Linked DNA regions of Mus musculus: region 1 is linked to region 2. Evidence: chromatin contacts called from public Hi-C data. All regions are on one chromosome and are shown on one strand. The core of a region is the stretch at or near the end of the contact, and the rest is flanking DNA. Distances in the headings are between cores, read along the strand shown.

Region 1 (6,956 bases), core at 144-2,643, 210 kb before region 2:
TCTGCAGAGGCCAGGGGAGGAGACACAGTCAGGCCAGGAACCTCGGGGACAGCATCCCCTCCCAAGGGTTAGGCAACTGCTCAGTGGGCCAAGGCAGAACTCCACCTTGTAGCCAGTTGAGGGAGCTCTCAGTCTTGGTGGGGCGGGAACTCTGGCTCCGGGAAATGGCTGGGTCGTTTCCCTGGAAGCTACTGACTGTTCCAGTGTACAGCTCACCATCTGCCAAGAGAATGTTCCCATGGGAATGGCTCCTTTGGCCCAGTCCCTGTGCCCTGCTCAGGGCCCAGAGTGACCGCAGCGCCATCCATCCTGCCTAGACGGAAGCAGGGACTTGGAAGAGGGCAGCCCAGGGTCACTCGATACCCTCTGGGAACCAGCACAGCATGGGGACACCACCTTACCTCTGGGACCCACACTGCCCAGAGCCCAGACACACCCCAGATTCGGTCCTCCTGCCCTGGGTATCTTCCACGGAGCACAAAAGCACCCAGCCTGTGACACCACTTACCAACCACCAGAGCCGTGGACTTGAAGTTGGGGTCAAAGGGACAACGACCCTTGCCATCCTCCAGAATGACATTGCCGGCCTCATCTTGGGCTAAAGTAAAGCTCGCTATGTGCTGTGGAGGAGTAGACAAGTAGCTCAGGACCAAGACACGGAACAAGGAAGTGCACAGGTTCTAAAGTACGTCTCCTTACCCCAGGGTCTACGCGAAGGAGTGTGTGCAGTGGGCACTATTCCCCAGCGAACAGGGAAGAGATGTAGCGTGGAAAATAGTCCTGGAGCCAGGGAGAGCAATGCAATGCAAACCCAGAAATTTCTGACTCCAAGCCCCGTGTTCCGCAACAGCATTAATGCCACCCTCTGCTAGAGCATGTTAGGGGATGGGGTAGGAACACAGGGCGGGCATACGCTGAAGGGTGCACAAGATGACCTGGGGCACCAAGCACAGCAAGGGAAAGAAACCAGTGGGCAGCAAATTGGAAGTCAGTCAGGCTCTCTAGGCAAGGTGGCTGCATGCACCCCTCCCTGCCCCGGCAGGGAGACCTAGTAGGACCTGGGAAGCAGCCAGGATGATGGGCTCACGGGTCTCAAGGGCCTACTGCTACCTAGAAGCCTGCCCCCAGGGTCCTCCTTCACCAGGAATCAGGGCTAGGGAAGAGTTCCTCTGGCAGAAAGGCTGTGCCCCAGGCAGCCAAGCCCCAGGGTAGAGGAGGGAACTTACAATGTAAGCACACAGGGGGCTGAAGGCGGCCGTGCCACAGGTGAGCAGGTGGCTGCTGTTGAGTGGCAGGAGGATCTTGATGTAGTTTTGACAGTCACGCTGTGGGGAAGGAGAGTATGTCAGGTCCACATATGCCACTAGGGGGCAGGGCTGAGGCCTCCTCCCCAGACCTAAGGCAGAACAAAAGAAACCTGGAGCTCTGGGCCGGGAGCTGGCTGGCAGAGCTTAAGCAGGGTCTGCACTGGGGCTCAGTTAGCTTCCAGATTGGCTAATACTCCTTCTCTGAGGTGAAAGGCACCCTAGAGGGGGTAATCCCACCTTTCAGAGTGTCTTAATCCTCTTGAGAGTCTTCTCTAACCCAGGGGGGAGACAGGCGGTAAAGCAGGAGGAATTGCTCAGCCCTGAACTCCTGGCACAAACTCCACCTCTACAAGGTGTCTGATAGGAACTGCCAAATTGGTGCCACCAACACCCCAAGACCCACTGAAGTTTTTCCATCTTTCCAGTGGCAGGCCGTGGCCTGGCTGTCTCTCAAATGCCACACCTTCCTGGATGCTAAACCTTCAATGAACAAAAACCCAGAATCTGATCATTTCTCACCCCTTTTTGGATGGTGCCCTGACTAAGGCACTGTCACTGCCTGAGCCACAATGGTCTCCCTTGTGTTCAATTCCAGAGAGGACACTTATCATCAACACAACGGGGCCCATTTGTTTATTTTTATTTATGACAGTCTCACCACACAGCCCAGGCTCACCTGGAATGAATAATCCTCTGCCTTACAAGTACTAGAATTACAAGGAGACACAAGCATGCCTGGCTCAAGGACAGCCTTTTAGAACACAGGCAAGACAGGCCTGGTGGCACGTCTCTATTTCCAGCTACTCGGGGGGGGGCTGAATGAAGAGGATCCCAAGTTCCAGTCCAGTCTGGGTGAAAAGGCCAGTCTAGGTGACAGAGAGAACCTGCCTCAGAAGCAGAGGGTCAGGGATGTGGCTCAGTGGTTTAGCACTTGTCTAACTCGTGAGACCCTGGGATTAATCGGAAGTTCCACAAAACAGTACAAAACCACACGGCCATGCCGCTTCTCTGCTAAGCTTTCTACTGGTTTCCAAAACGATTCATTCACTCAGAGTGAAACCCAAAGTCCTGCTTAGTGTCTGGGTATGTCACGGTCCAGTTCCTTACCTTCCTCTAAATAGTCTTTGCACTATATAAATGTCTGTCTGTCTGTCTTTTTTGGTCTTTTAAAGACAGTGTTTTTCTGTGTAGTTTTTGCTGTCCTGGAATTCACTCCGTACACCAGGCTGGCCTTGAACTCACAGAGAACCTGCCTCTGCCTCTAGAGCACTGAGATTAAAGGTGTGTGGCACCACCACCCAGCTGCTTTCATTCTTGTTTATTTTATGTGTATGAGTGTTTTGCCTGCATTGATGTGTGCACCTCTTTTGTGCCAGGTGCCCATGGAGGCCAGAGAGGGTATCGGGTCCCTGGGGACTGGAGCTACAGAAGGTCATGATCTGCCATGTGGGTACTGGGAAACAGGCTGATCCTCTAGAAGAGCAGCCCATATTCATACCTGCTGAACCATCTCTCCAGCCCTGGTATTGTCTGTCTGTCTGTCTGTCTGTCTTTCTTTCTTTCTCTTTTTTTTTTTCATGACCACCTTATAAACTGATTTTTCATTGGTTTTTCTTTCATTTTTTAGCTTTTTGAAATGATGTCATGGAGTCCAGTCCATCAATCTTCTATGTAGTCCAGGGTGGCCCCGAACTCCTAACCCTCCTGCCCACGTTCTGGGATTACAGCATGGTTTTACTTTTTCATAATGTCTCTAGTAGCTAACAGCAAGGACCAAGTGCTGAAGAGGGGCTGAGGCGCGTCTCACGGCCAGAGCACTTGTCTAGCTTGCCAGAGGCACCGTGTTCACCCCACACTGCCAACAAGTACTTGCTGACTGTTCCAGATTAAAGCGTGTATGGATGGGGAGGCCTCTGAGAATGGCAGCAAGTCCTACAAGAGAACTCTGGACTGGGCTGGATACCATCTAATGTCTTGGCTGAAATCAAACTAGAATCTGCCAGACTTATCTGTCCACTAGAGACCCTTTACAGACACTGTCACCACCTCACCAGGTTCATGTTGGTGCTAACGCTAATGGGACAGGAGCCCTGGATGCACTGGTTTATCCAGGGATATAGGCATACTATTCCCATCTTACAGGTGAGAAAACCAAGGGGTGACCAGATGAATCTATTTATCCAGGATCACATAGAGGACAGGGCTGGGGCTGGGGCTGGGGCTGGGGCTGAAGCCCAGTGCTGGCGATGTCCAGACTGTGTCCTTCCCATAACAGCCATATCTGCTCAGTGTTCTGCCCAGATCCCTCAGTCTCACCTTTGGGTCCTTGCCCTTGAAGCTGCACTGCTGCTTCCTGTCAGCATCTGCACTCCACAGCAGCTGTGGAAGGAGGAGGGAAATAGGTGTGCAAGGGCACAGAGGGTGTACAGAGCCACACTCCTGTCCTGTCCCGTCCAGAGCATCCTGACCAGCAGGCCAGCTTCCCAAACACACACACACACACACATACACACACACACACACATACACAGACTCACACATACCTCTCCTTGACACACACTAACACACACACACACACACACACACCTCTCCCTGACATACACACCACACACACCACAGACACACACACAGACACACACACACACAAACACACACCCCTAGCCATCCTCAGATGTCTCTCACCTCTTGGTACTCCCCGCCTGGCAAGAAGCTGAGGTTGCTGTTAAGTGCAAAGAGGGCCTCTCGGGCCCCCACATACAGCGTCTTGCCATCCTGGCTCAGCAGAAGGGCCGTGTAGTTGGAGATGTTTTCAGCTTCAAATTTTCTAATCAGCCTTTCTTCAGAGCCTGGGGAGAGAAGTCAGCATGCTTGAGAATGGCCTTTTCCATTCGTTTTAGGATAACTGCATCTAGTCTAAGGGAGATCTGCAGGACAGTTAGTGGCATGAACCTGGGGCAATAGGTTGGTTATTAAAAAGAGCATCACTCCTGACACTCAGACATAAAAAAGAAACGCACTGAAGTTCATGGAAAAGGAAATTAATTACAGCTCCATTCACAGGAGTGAAAAAGTAGAAACTGGGCTGGAGAGATGGCTCAGTGGTTAAGAGCACTGACTACTCTTCCAGAGGTCCTGAGTTCAATTCCCAGCAGCCACATGGTGGCTCACAACCATCTGTAATGGGATCTGATGCCCTCTTCTGGTGTGTCTGAAGACAGCTACAGTTTGCTCATATACATAATAAAAATAAATAAATCTTAAAAAAAAATTCTATACCTGAGAGCCCACGGTGGGGGAGAGCAGACTATGAGTCCATTCAATGGGATATAACCCAGCGTGCAGAAACAACATAGATTAGAAACTCCAGAAAATAGCAGATATAGTTGTATAAGAGATATATAGTCTTGCTATGTGTGATGGTACACGCCTGCAATCCCAGCACATGGAAGGATGAGGCAGAGGAATTAGAAGTTTCAGCCCAATCTGGGATTACTTAAGTGAGACACAGTTTTAAGAGGTAGAGAAAGGGCCAAAAAATATGAAGCAAATTAAAATGTAAAGTCATGGGTAACAATTACAAAAGGACAGGCAGGTAGCCCAGTGGGTAAAGGTGTTGGCCACCAAGCCTGACCACCTGAGTTCAATACCCAGGATCCGCATGGTAGAAGAGAGTGATTCCCACAAGCTGTCACCCTACCCCTCGTGAGTGTTATGGCAGTATGCATGCACACATACAAACAGCTGTAGTGAAGAGAAGAAAGGCTGACACATTTAACATCCTCCTTCGCCCAGCATCTGATCCAAAGAAAAGGCATGCAAAGGCGGCCCTCTCCCTCCCCTGATCCTGCCTCCAGCCAGAGCCCCCAGCTCTCAGGGAGACAGTGTCACTAAACATTGGCCTGGTCCTCAATACCTGACTGTGCCACAGACAGCCCGCATGCTGGGGGGGGGGGGGGAGTGCTGGGGGTGGATGGGGTAGGAATGAGACTCTGCTGTCCCTCCTGGGAGCTAAGTGGGTCACACTACGCTGTACTAGGCTAACGGGGCTCAGGGTGTGGCACAGTACGTGCTTGCCTAACATGTAAGGGCCTGGGTTTGGTCCCCAACAGCACACATGCCTGTATGTCAGATACACACAAGTAAGGATTACATTAGACATTGGAAGTAAAATGTTAAAGGGTATTGTAAGTGTATTGCTAATTAAAAAAAAAAAAGTGTACTGCTAATTTGATTGTAGCTGACACCCAGCCTAGGCCACTGTGAAGTATATAACCCTAGCCCAAACGGAGTTCGCTTTTTTTTTTTTTTTGGAGACAGCTCTGTTACATAGCCCAGACTAGTCTCAAAATCATGATTCTCCTGCCTCAGCCTCTTGGGTGCTGGGTGACAAGCATGCATTAGCATGCCCAGGCAGGGTATTATTTTAAGTGGCAAAGGAGGGAAAGCACAGAGCATGTAGGGACGGGTGAGGGGGACAAAGAGCTTCATATGTCCCTGCAGCAAGTGGAGAGGCAAGAGACAAGACAGAAAAGGTGGTGTGAGCATCTCATGTTGTGAGGCTCTCATGACAGCATCAAGAGGAACACTGGCAGGTGGGAACGCTCAGTGACCCAGAGAACAGGGCACAGAATGCAATGGCTGACAATGTCAGTTCTTACAGCAAAGTTTTTCCTGCTTAACATTTAAAAGAGTGTGTGAGTGTGTGGAGATCAGAGGGCAACTTCTGGGAATCGGTGCTCTCTTCTACCGCAGGAGTCCTAGGGATTGAATTCAGATTATCAGGCTTGGCAACAACAGTGCCTTTGCCCACTGAGCCATCTGGTCAGCATTCATGCATTTATACATACATACATTCATACATACATACATACATACATACCCCACACACACACAGTACAATGAGAAAATTTTAGGACCTACTCATTGTTGCAGAAGATGTAATTATTAAGAGATAATAATTATTTATCACTAAGCAAAAGTGAAGGTTGCAGAAGGTCTGGGCAGATTATTTCACTTTGTGGGGAAACGACCCAGACCCGCTGCAGTGACCCCGAGGAGGACATGAGCATTTCTCCTCTTTCTTAAAGGGATTATTTTGAGATTTTACAGTAAGCAACTTAAACTTACGTCATGAAAAAGATGTAAATTTAAGAGGGAAAAAGAAACAATCAACGCCCACTGGCCCATCAGTGTGTTCACACTCTGAATAACTGATGGGCGTAGAGAGAAATTTAAAACAACCAAAACAAACTAAAGAAACAAAAACCCACACCAAGCAGAAGGCAGCCCCTGACCAGCCTCAGGCATGTCCCAACCGACCAGTGGCTCAGGACCATGCAAACAAACACACTCACAGAGCTGGGAAGCCATGAAGACAGCATGCCAGCCAAGCAATGTGAGGATGACTTCATGTGTGTCTGCGTGTCCCGTGTCTTTACATACCCTCAGCCTGGTTCCAGGAAGAGGTAAGGAAACACAAAGACAAGAAAGTGTTGAGATAGAAGCATTAAAATCACAGGCAGAGAAAAACCAATCTGAAGAAGACATCTAAACCAGAGAGAAAAGAGCGGTCACACAAGCAGGTCACAGGATCTTTACATAGCTATTGGGGTGGGTTGCAAATTTAGTACCAAGACTCCTGGTAGCCAC
Region 2 (7,085 bases), core at 4,327-6,826:
GAACCACATACACAGCACCCTTCCGTCTTCAGACAGCCTCTCAGCACGTGACTCTGGCTCCTCACAGCCTTTCCCTCAGCCTCCTGAGTGCTAGGATTACAAGGGTATGCACCCACTCCTGGCTTTCACCACCAAACCAACTGAAACAAATAGAAGTAAAACACATACAACACACACAGACACACAGACACACACACAAAGTTCGAGCTGGCAAGTTATGTGAAAAAAAATTAGTACCTCACATAATACAACAAGTAGATTCCATTCACAGTATATAAGCATATGACCTAACTATGGTCCTGTGGTGAATCAAAGAAAACAGCCAGAAGCGGTAGCTCATGCTTTTAATCCCAGCACTCGGGAGGCAGAGGCAGGTGAATCTCTGTGAGTTAAGGGCCAGCCTGGTCTACAGAGTTCCAGGATAGCCAGGGCTACCCAGAGGAAAAAAAACCCTATCTCAAACAACCAAAAAAAGAAAGAAAGAAAGAAAGAAACAAAGAAAGAAAGAGAGAGAGAAAGAGAGAGAGGAAGGAAGGAAGAAAGGAGAGAGAGAGAGAGAGAGAGAAAGAAAGAAAGAACGAAAGGAAGGAAGGAAGGAAGAAGGAAAAGAGAAAATTTTCAGATACCCAGTGAAGCAATAGCTTTTGAAGTTTAGAGTTTATAGAAATCAAAGGGAAAGAGGGTATTACTGGTAAATCAGTCAAGCTTGACAATTTTAAGAAAATTGTTTTCAATACATAATTGTAAATGTGTGTGTGTGTGCTGTATGCATGATTGTGTGTATGTGTGTGAGTGTGTGTGTGTGTGTGTGTGTGTGTGTGCGCGCGCGTGTGCGTGTGTATATGGTGCCCAAAGATGATGCCAGAAGAGGGAATTGATCTTCTCTGGAACTGATGTTATGACTGTGAGCCACCTGATATGAGTGCGAGGCACCACACTTGGGCCTTTTACAAGAGCAGCAAGCGCTCTCTACAGCTGAGCCAGCTCTTTGACCTCAAACAACATATATTTAAACAACATATAAAGCATGACAAAGCACTCTGGAGGCCGTGGGGGGAGAGGTCAAGGTTGACTTGGGGCTTCTGGAGGCTGGTATAAAAGGAAAGGAAGACAGTATTCTCATCCAAAATACAAATATAACAGGCACGGCGGCACACACCTGTCATCCTAGCACTAGGAAGACAAAGGCAGAAGGGCCAGGAGTGTAAGACCAGACTTGGCTATTTGATATCTTACCTCAAAACTCTAAAAAGAGGGAGGAGGAGGAAAGAGGATGAAGTGGAAGAATAAGAGGAGGAGGCAGGAGTGGTCATGTGGGTGTGGTAAGGTAGGCGTGTAACCTCAGGGCTTGGTGTGTAGAGGCCAGAGGACCAGGACTTACAGGCCAGATCCAATTACAGATGAATTTGGGGCCACCCTGAGCTACATGAAACTCTCTCAAAAGCCCAGAAGAAAAAGTTCCAAGACAAGCAGAAAGGCAGACTACCTTAATTTTTTATTATTATTATTATATCTAAGTACACTGTAGCTGTCTTCAGATGCACCAGAAGAGGGAATGAGATCTCATTACAGATGGTTGTGAGCCACCATGTGGTTGCTGGGATTTGAACTCAGGACTTTTGGAGGAGCAGTCAGTGCTCTTAACCACTGAGCCATCTCTCCAGCCCTTAAATATTTCTAAAACTATTTTTTATTAGATGCAGGTTAGCATACATACATATATATATATATGTGTATATATATGTGTGTGTGTGTATATATATATGTATATATATACACACACATATATATCATGTAATATATAATATATGAATTTAAAAAAAAGACAGGTTACTCAAGAGAAAATTCTAGAAAATGTCTCACGCCAGGTCATTTAGACCATCCCCAGAACATGCAGAGGCTGGCAGATCTCTGTGAGATCGAGGTCCAGCCTGGTCTACAAATCAAATTCCAGGACAGTCAGGACCATTACATTTAAAAAACCTAGCTCAATACCTCCCACCCCAGCCCCCAATAAAAAAAATAAAACAAAATGAAGAGAAGTTTGCGTGAACACAAGGTCAGGAGAAGCTGTAGCTGTTTGCTGTCCTTCCCCCATCTCATCTGGGCGGTAGCACCCACCATACCTGAGAAATTCTCCCAGACCAGAGGGGAGAGGCAAGGGGGCAGTGGCAGAGGGAGTCCCCTGCCCACATCCTTCTAAGTAGAGAAGCCGCCAGGGCTGTGGCTGTTCCTCCTGTAGCCTGTCCCTCACTTCCCTGGCCTTCCTGTAACAGGGGTGCACTGGGGAACCGCAGGCAAAACTCGGAGTTCACTGTCCAGCACCCCCAGACAGGTGTCACCTCCAGGAAAAGATTGACCTTGTGGCCTCCTTGATATCCAGAAGGCATGAAGGGAAGATGAGCCTTGGGATTTACTTACTTAGGTATTCATTCATTCATTCATTCATTCATTCATCTTGTGTCTGTCAAACTGGCCTTAAACTACTGACCATCAGCTTCTGGAGTGCTGGGATCACAGGTGTGCACCACAAAGCCTGGCTGACAAATGGGGTTTTAAGAAATGTGCGTGCGTGTGTGTGTGTGTGTGTGTGTGTGTGTGTGTGTGTGTGTGTGTGAAGTACCAAAGGGTGTGTGAGGAAAACCTGGAGTTGATTTTCTCTTTCCACCACGTGAGTTCCAGAGCATTTAAACGATGTTGTCAGGCTTGGCAGCAAACACCTTTACCTGCCGAGCCGCCCGCCGAGCCACCGAGCCAGCCTGACAGGTCGGCTTGCAGTGGGTGGAAGCCCTGGAGACTGGCACCTTCTCTTAGGCTGCACAGATCCCTACTGTTTGCTCACACAGAGCAAACCGACCGCAGAAGGAGGCTCAGCTCTCCATTTCCAGTCAACCAGGATTTAAACCCCAGATCCATGGGAATCGTGGAACCTCTTGAAGTCTGTTTCTCTTTCTAAAGGTCTGTTAAGAGCAGGATCCCTCGAGAGCTGCTATATTTAAGGCTTAGGTACCACACAGGTCTTGCTACTGGAGGAGAACTGCCATTCTCCAGCGTCTGCCTCAGCAGTGGCTAAGGACTCATGAGATTTGAATTGTGTGGCTCGTGGCTGCCGGCCCACCTCACCTGGATACTCTCCTGATGAATCGCTTGTGTAAAACAGTTCCCAGCCCCTGCCAGCTTCTGCGCCAAGCCTGCCTCACACTGGCCTTCATTCAATAGTCCCAGTGACCATGCGGAACCACCTGAAAGCCTGCCCCCCCCCCCCCCCCCCCCGTCTCCATGCTCTTTAGCATCCAGGACTAATTCTTGTTTCCCCTTTGAAGCTGTAGCCCGAGTAAGACCCCCTCTGCTTCTCAGCCAGGGCCAGCCCCCGTCTCCTTCCTCCCTTTAACAGACTGGAACTATTTTAAGTACGGGCTCAGAAGTCAGACTATCCATCCATCTCTCTTTTCTTTACTTATTTTTGGTGGTTTCAAGCAGTCCAGGCTGGCCTTGAACTTCTGATCTTTCTGCCTTCAGCCCCCAAGTGCTGGGATGACACTTGTGTGCCACCCTGACCTGTTTCTGTGGTAGTGGAAACTGTACATGCTAGGCAAATGTCCTACCAACTAAGCCACTACCCCAGCCCTAGACTCAAGCTTTTGAAAATATTCTCGGGGCTGGTGAGATGGCTCAGTGGGTAAGAGCACCCGACTGCTCTTCCAGAGGTCCGGAGTTCAAATCCCAGCAACCACATGGTGGCTCACAACCATCTGTAAGGAGATCTGACTCCCTCTTCTGGAGTGTCTGAAGACAGCTACAGTGTACTTACATGTAATAAATAAATAAATCTTTAAAAAAAAAAAAAAAAAGAAAATATTCTCTCTGGGTTCAGTGTCTGCTATGGAAACACGAGGTTCAGCTTCAGATCCCCAGCACCCCGTGTTAGTGCTGGCTGGACAAGGTGGTGCTGGCCCATCCCTTTAGGACTGGGGTAGGGGTGGAGATAAATATCAAGAGTTACTTAAACCTGTTAGCTCTGGCATCAGCAAGAGACTCTGTTTAAAAAAAAAGGTGGAGAGCGATAGGAGAAGATACCCTAAGTCAGTCTATAGCCTACACAGGAGCACATGCAGCTGAGAGTGTGTGCACACACAGACACACACACAGAGACACACACACACACACAAACATCCTCTCACACCAGTGGTGTTTTGACTAAATGTAAGTGTAAATAACTTCTTTCTAGATCAAAGCTCACCCCCACTTTCTGTTTTCTTTTTTTTTTTTATTTCATTCTTTTAAAGATTTATTTATTTCATGTATGTGAGTATACTGTTGCTGTTACTGTCTTCAGACACACACCAAAAGAGGGAATTGGATCCCATTACTGATGGTTGTGAGCCGCCATATGGTTCCTGGGAATTAAACTCGGGACCTCTCTGGAAGAGCAGTCAATGTTCTTTTTTTTGTTTTGTTTTTCGAGACAGGGTTTCTCTGTATAGCCCTGGCTGTCCTGGAACTCACTTTGTAGACCAGGCTAGCCTTGAACTCAGAAATCCACCTGCCTCTGCCTCCCGAGTGCTGGGATTAAAGGCATGTGCCACCACGCCCGGCTGCAGTCAATGTTCTTAATCACGGAGCCATCTCTCCAGCCCCTCTTTTTGTTTGTTTGTTGGTTGGTTGGTTGGTTTATTTATATTTTATGTGCATTGGTGTTTTGCCTGCTTGTATGTCTAGGGGAGGGTGTCAGATCTTGGAGTTACAGATCGCTGTGAGCTGCTTTGGGAGTGCTGGGAATTGAACTCGGTCTTCCTGGAGAGCAGTCAGTGTTCTTAACCACTGAGCTCTCTCTCCAGCCCCTCTTTTTCTTTTTTAAAACACTGCGAATCTAGATAGGGCCTTGAATATGATAAGCGAGTGACCTACTATTAAACTAATACCCCTATTATCACCCCCCTTTGATTGGGTTTTGATTTGGGGGGGTCTTTTTTGGCAGGGGAGGGGTGGTGTTCAAGACAAGGTTTCTCTGTGTAGTCCTGGAACTCTCTTTGAAGACCAGGCTGACCTTGAACTCACAGAGATCTGTCTGGTCTACCTCCCAAGTGCTGAGATTAAAGCTGTGCACCCTCACTGCCCAGGTGGACATCTTTTACATCAGGAGGGCATTACAGCTTCCTCAGGGAGACAACGGGCCATTCCCCTGAAAAAAACAACACTTTCCATCTGGCCAATTCATGATCCACAAAGCTCTCCTGGACCTCTGCCCCTCTCCTGCCACCTAGGAATCCACTTTTAGCTCAGGAGCTGTGGGACAGCCTCCTACCCTCCTCTCCCTTCCAGGGATGGCATTTGTGAGTCACGATGACAGGAGTCACGGTGAGGTGGCAAAGAGTCACCATCTCCTTTGTGCATCTGTGAAGAGAAGACATGAGGAAGGAACGCTCTAGATTCATCTCTACCAAGAGAAAGGGAAACCACAACATAGGAAGGAAAATTCTACATAATGGAGAGGCCTGCTGTCAAACTCTGAGGCCTTGGAAATGCTCCGAAGCCCCCTCCAGGTCCCCACCGGAGCCTCCATCTGCCAGCCCGTGCTCGTTAATTAAGCTTGCTTTCTCTGGAGCACCAGCGTTCCAAACCAATACAGACAAGCTTGCCCACCCAGTGGCTTTGTGACGTGTCACCCGGCCTAGTACATTTTGATTTCTATTTTTCATTGCAAATATCTAGTATCTCTACTATATTGCAGATGAAATAATATTTCTTCAGACTAGCCTGCAATATTTACAATGAAAACCTGCCTCCTCTCTCCACCCCCACCACACTCAGGTAAACTGTATTGACTTCCAAATAGATTAACAAGTGAAATTTTTGAGTGTACCCTCTCTAGAACCTATTTGTCATTTTGCTTTTTTTAAAAAAAAGATTTATTCACTTTTATGAACATATGTCTGTGTGAGAGTGTCAGATTCCATGGAACTGGAGTTAACAGATAGTTGTGAGCTGCCATGTGGGTGCTGGGAATTGAACCTGTGACGTCTGGAAGAGTAGCCAGTGCTCTTAGCCATGGAGCCATCTCTGTAGCCCCTGGTCACTTTTCTTTTAATCCCATGTGGAGTCCTTCCTGTTACATGCCTTCCTCCAGCCTTCTTTGTCTCTCCTTGTTCCCCCATTCTCATCTTCAATCTCTCACACCCCACCCTGCATCCTTTCTGCTGCTGTGGGCATGTCTGATGTAGGAAGGCAGGTGAGAGAGAAACGAACCTACAGCCTCACGCTAGGCAAGCACTCTTCCACTGGCCTACAACCCCAGGCCTCTTTTCACTTTTTATTTTGAGATAGGGTTTGATAAGTTGACCAGACTAGCCTTGAACTCATTCTGTTCAGGCAGGCCTTTAACTTGTGATCCTCCTGCCTCAGCCTCTCAAGTAGCCAGAGTTCCAGAACTGTCTTCTCGGGCCTGGCTGATCCTGCTTCTTGTAAGGTATCTCACTACTGTCTGAGAACAAGTCCCTTCATTTGCCCCCCCTCCCCAAGCCTGTGACACTGGTGCCATAGGTACCCAGATTAAAAGAGCCACATTTTCTTTTCTTTTTGTCCCTCCCTCCCCTCCCCTCCCCTCCCCTCCCCTCTCCCCTCCCCTCCCCTCCCCTCCCCTCCCCTCCCCTCCCCTCCCCTCTTCTCCTTCTCCCTCCTCCTCCTCTTCCTTCCCCCTCTCTCTTTTGAGATAAGGTCTCATATAGCCCAGCCTGGCCTTAAACCCCACAGATGACCCTGAATGCCTGGTTCCCCACCTCCCAAGCGCTGGGACCACATGCATGTGCTTACATGTTTAGCTGACATCACATGTTCCTGGTTCATATTGAGCCACTTAGAGCCAGTGAAGCTCGCTTATTGGGAACACATGCTCTTTTTTCCTAAGAGGAGATAAAGCTTAATTATGAAATATCCCTCCAGGCTCATATGTTGAATACTTGGTCCCTAGCTTGTGGCGCTGTTTTAGGAGGTTCTGGAAACCTGAAAATGAGAACCCTACCCCAAAGGAAGTGAGCCGTCCCTTTGGCAGCAGGGGTGGGATGCGGATGGGGGTGGGGTTGGTGCTT

The links. Hi-C and Micro-C count contacts between places; a contact is called where the count stands out from the background.
Region 1: a contact with region 2 is called in a Hi-C map of cerebellum, with 2.2 times the contacts expected there. The contact joins two enhancer-like sites. A contact is called at or near these places in 4 of 39 promoter capture datasets (liver, pre-B cells and stem cell-derived epiblast-like cells), 1 of 15 datasets of contacts at CTCF or cohesin (large pre-B cells), 17 of 484 Hi-C or Micro-C datasets (the AML12 cell line, the Ba/F3 cell line, the G1E-ER4 cell line and 12 more) and 4 of 115 datasets of contacts at active chromatin or transcription factors (bone marrow-derived macrophages, embryonic stem cells and large pre-B cells).

What each region holds. Positions count from the first base shown.
Region 1 is chr7:80,209,993-80,216,948 of GRCm38.p6, reverse strand. Sema4b (sema domain, immunoglobulin domain (Ig), transmembrane domain (TM) and short cytoplasmic domain, (semaphorin) 4B) reads right to left here. Exons shown (of 14, transcript NM_001360135.2): 2 at 3,990-4,153; 3 at 3,624-3,686; 4 at 1,227-1,325; 5 at 509-620; 6 at 106-219; 7 at 1. Among named protein-coding and RNA genes, the nearest start is that of Sema4b, 15 kb to the right of the region's middle. Within about 2 kb of position 1,393, at least 112 of the 459 cell types and tissues checked have an H3K27ac peak or open chromatin away from gene starts, as enhancers often do. A contact at or near this core is called in cerebellum, where this site is marked.
Region 2 is chr7:80,001,047-80,008,131 of GRCm38.p6, reverse strand. No RefSeq gene overlaps it. Among named protein-coding and RNA genes, the nearest start is that of Zfp710, 22 kb to the left of the region's middle. Within about 2 kb of position 5,576, at least 5 of the 459 cell types and tissues checked have an H3K27ac peak or open chromatin away from gene starts, as enhancers often do. A contact at or near this core is called in cerebellum, where this site is marked.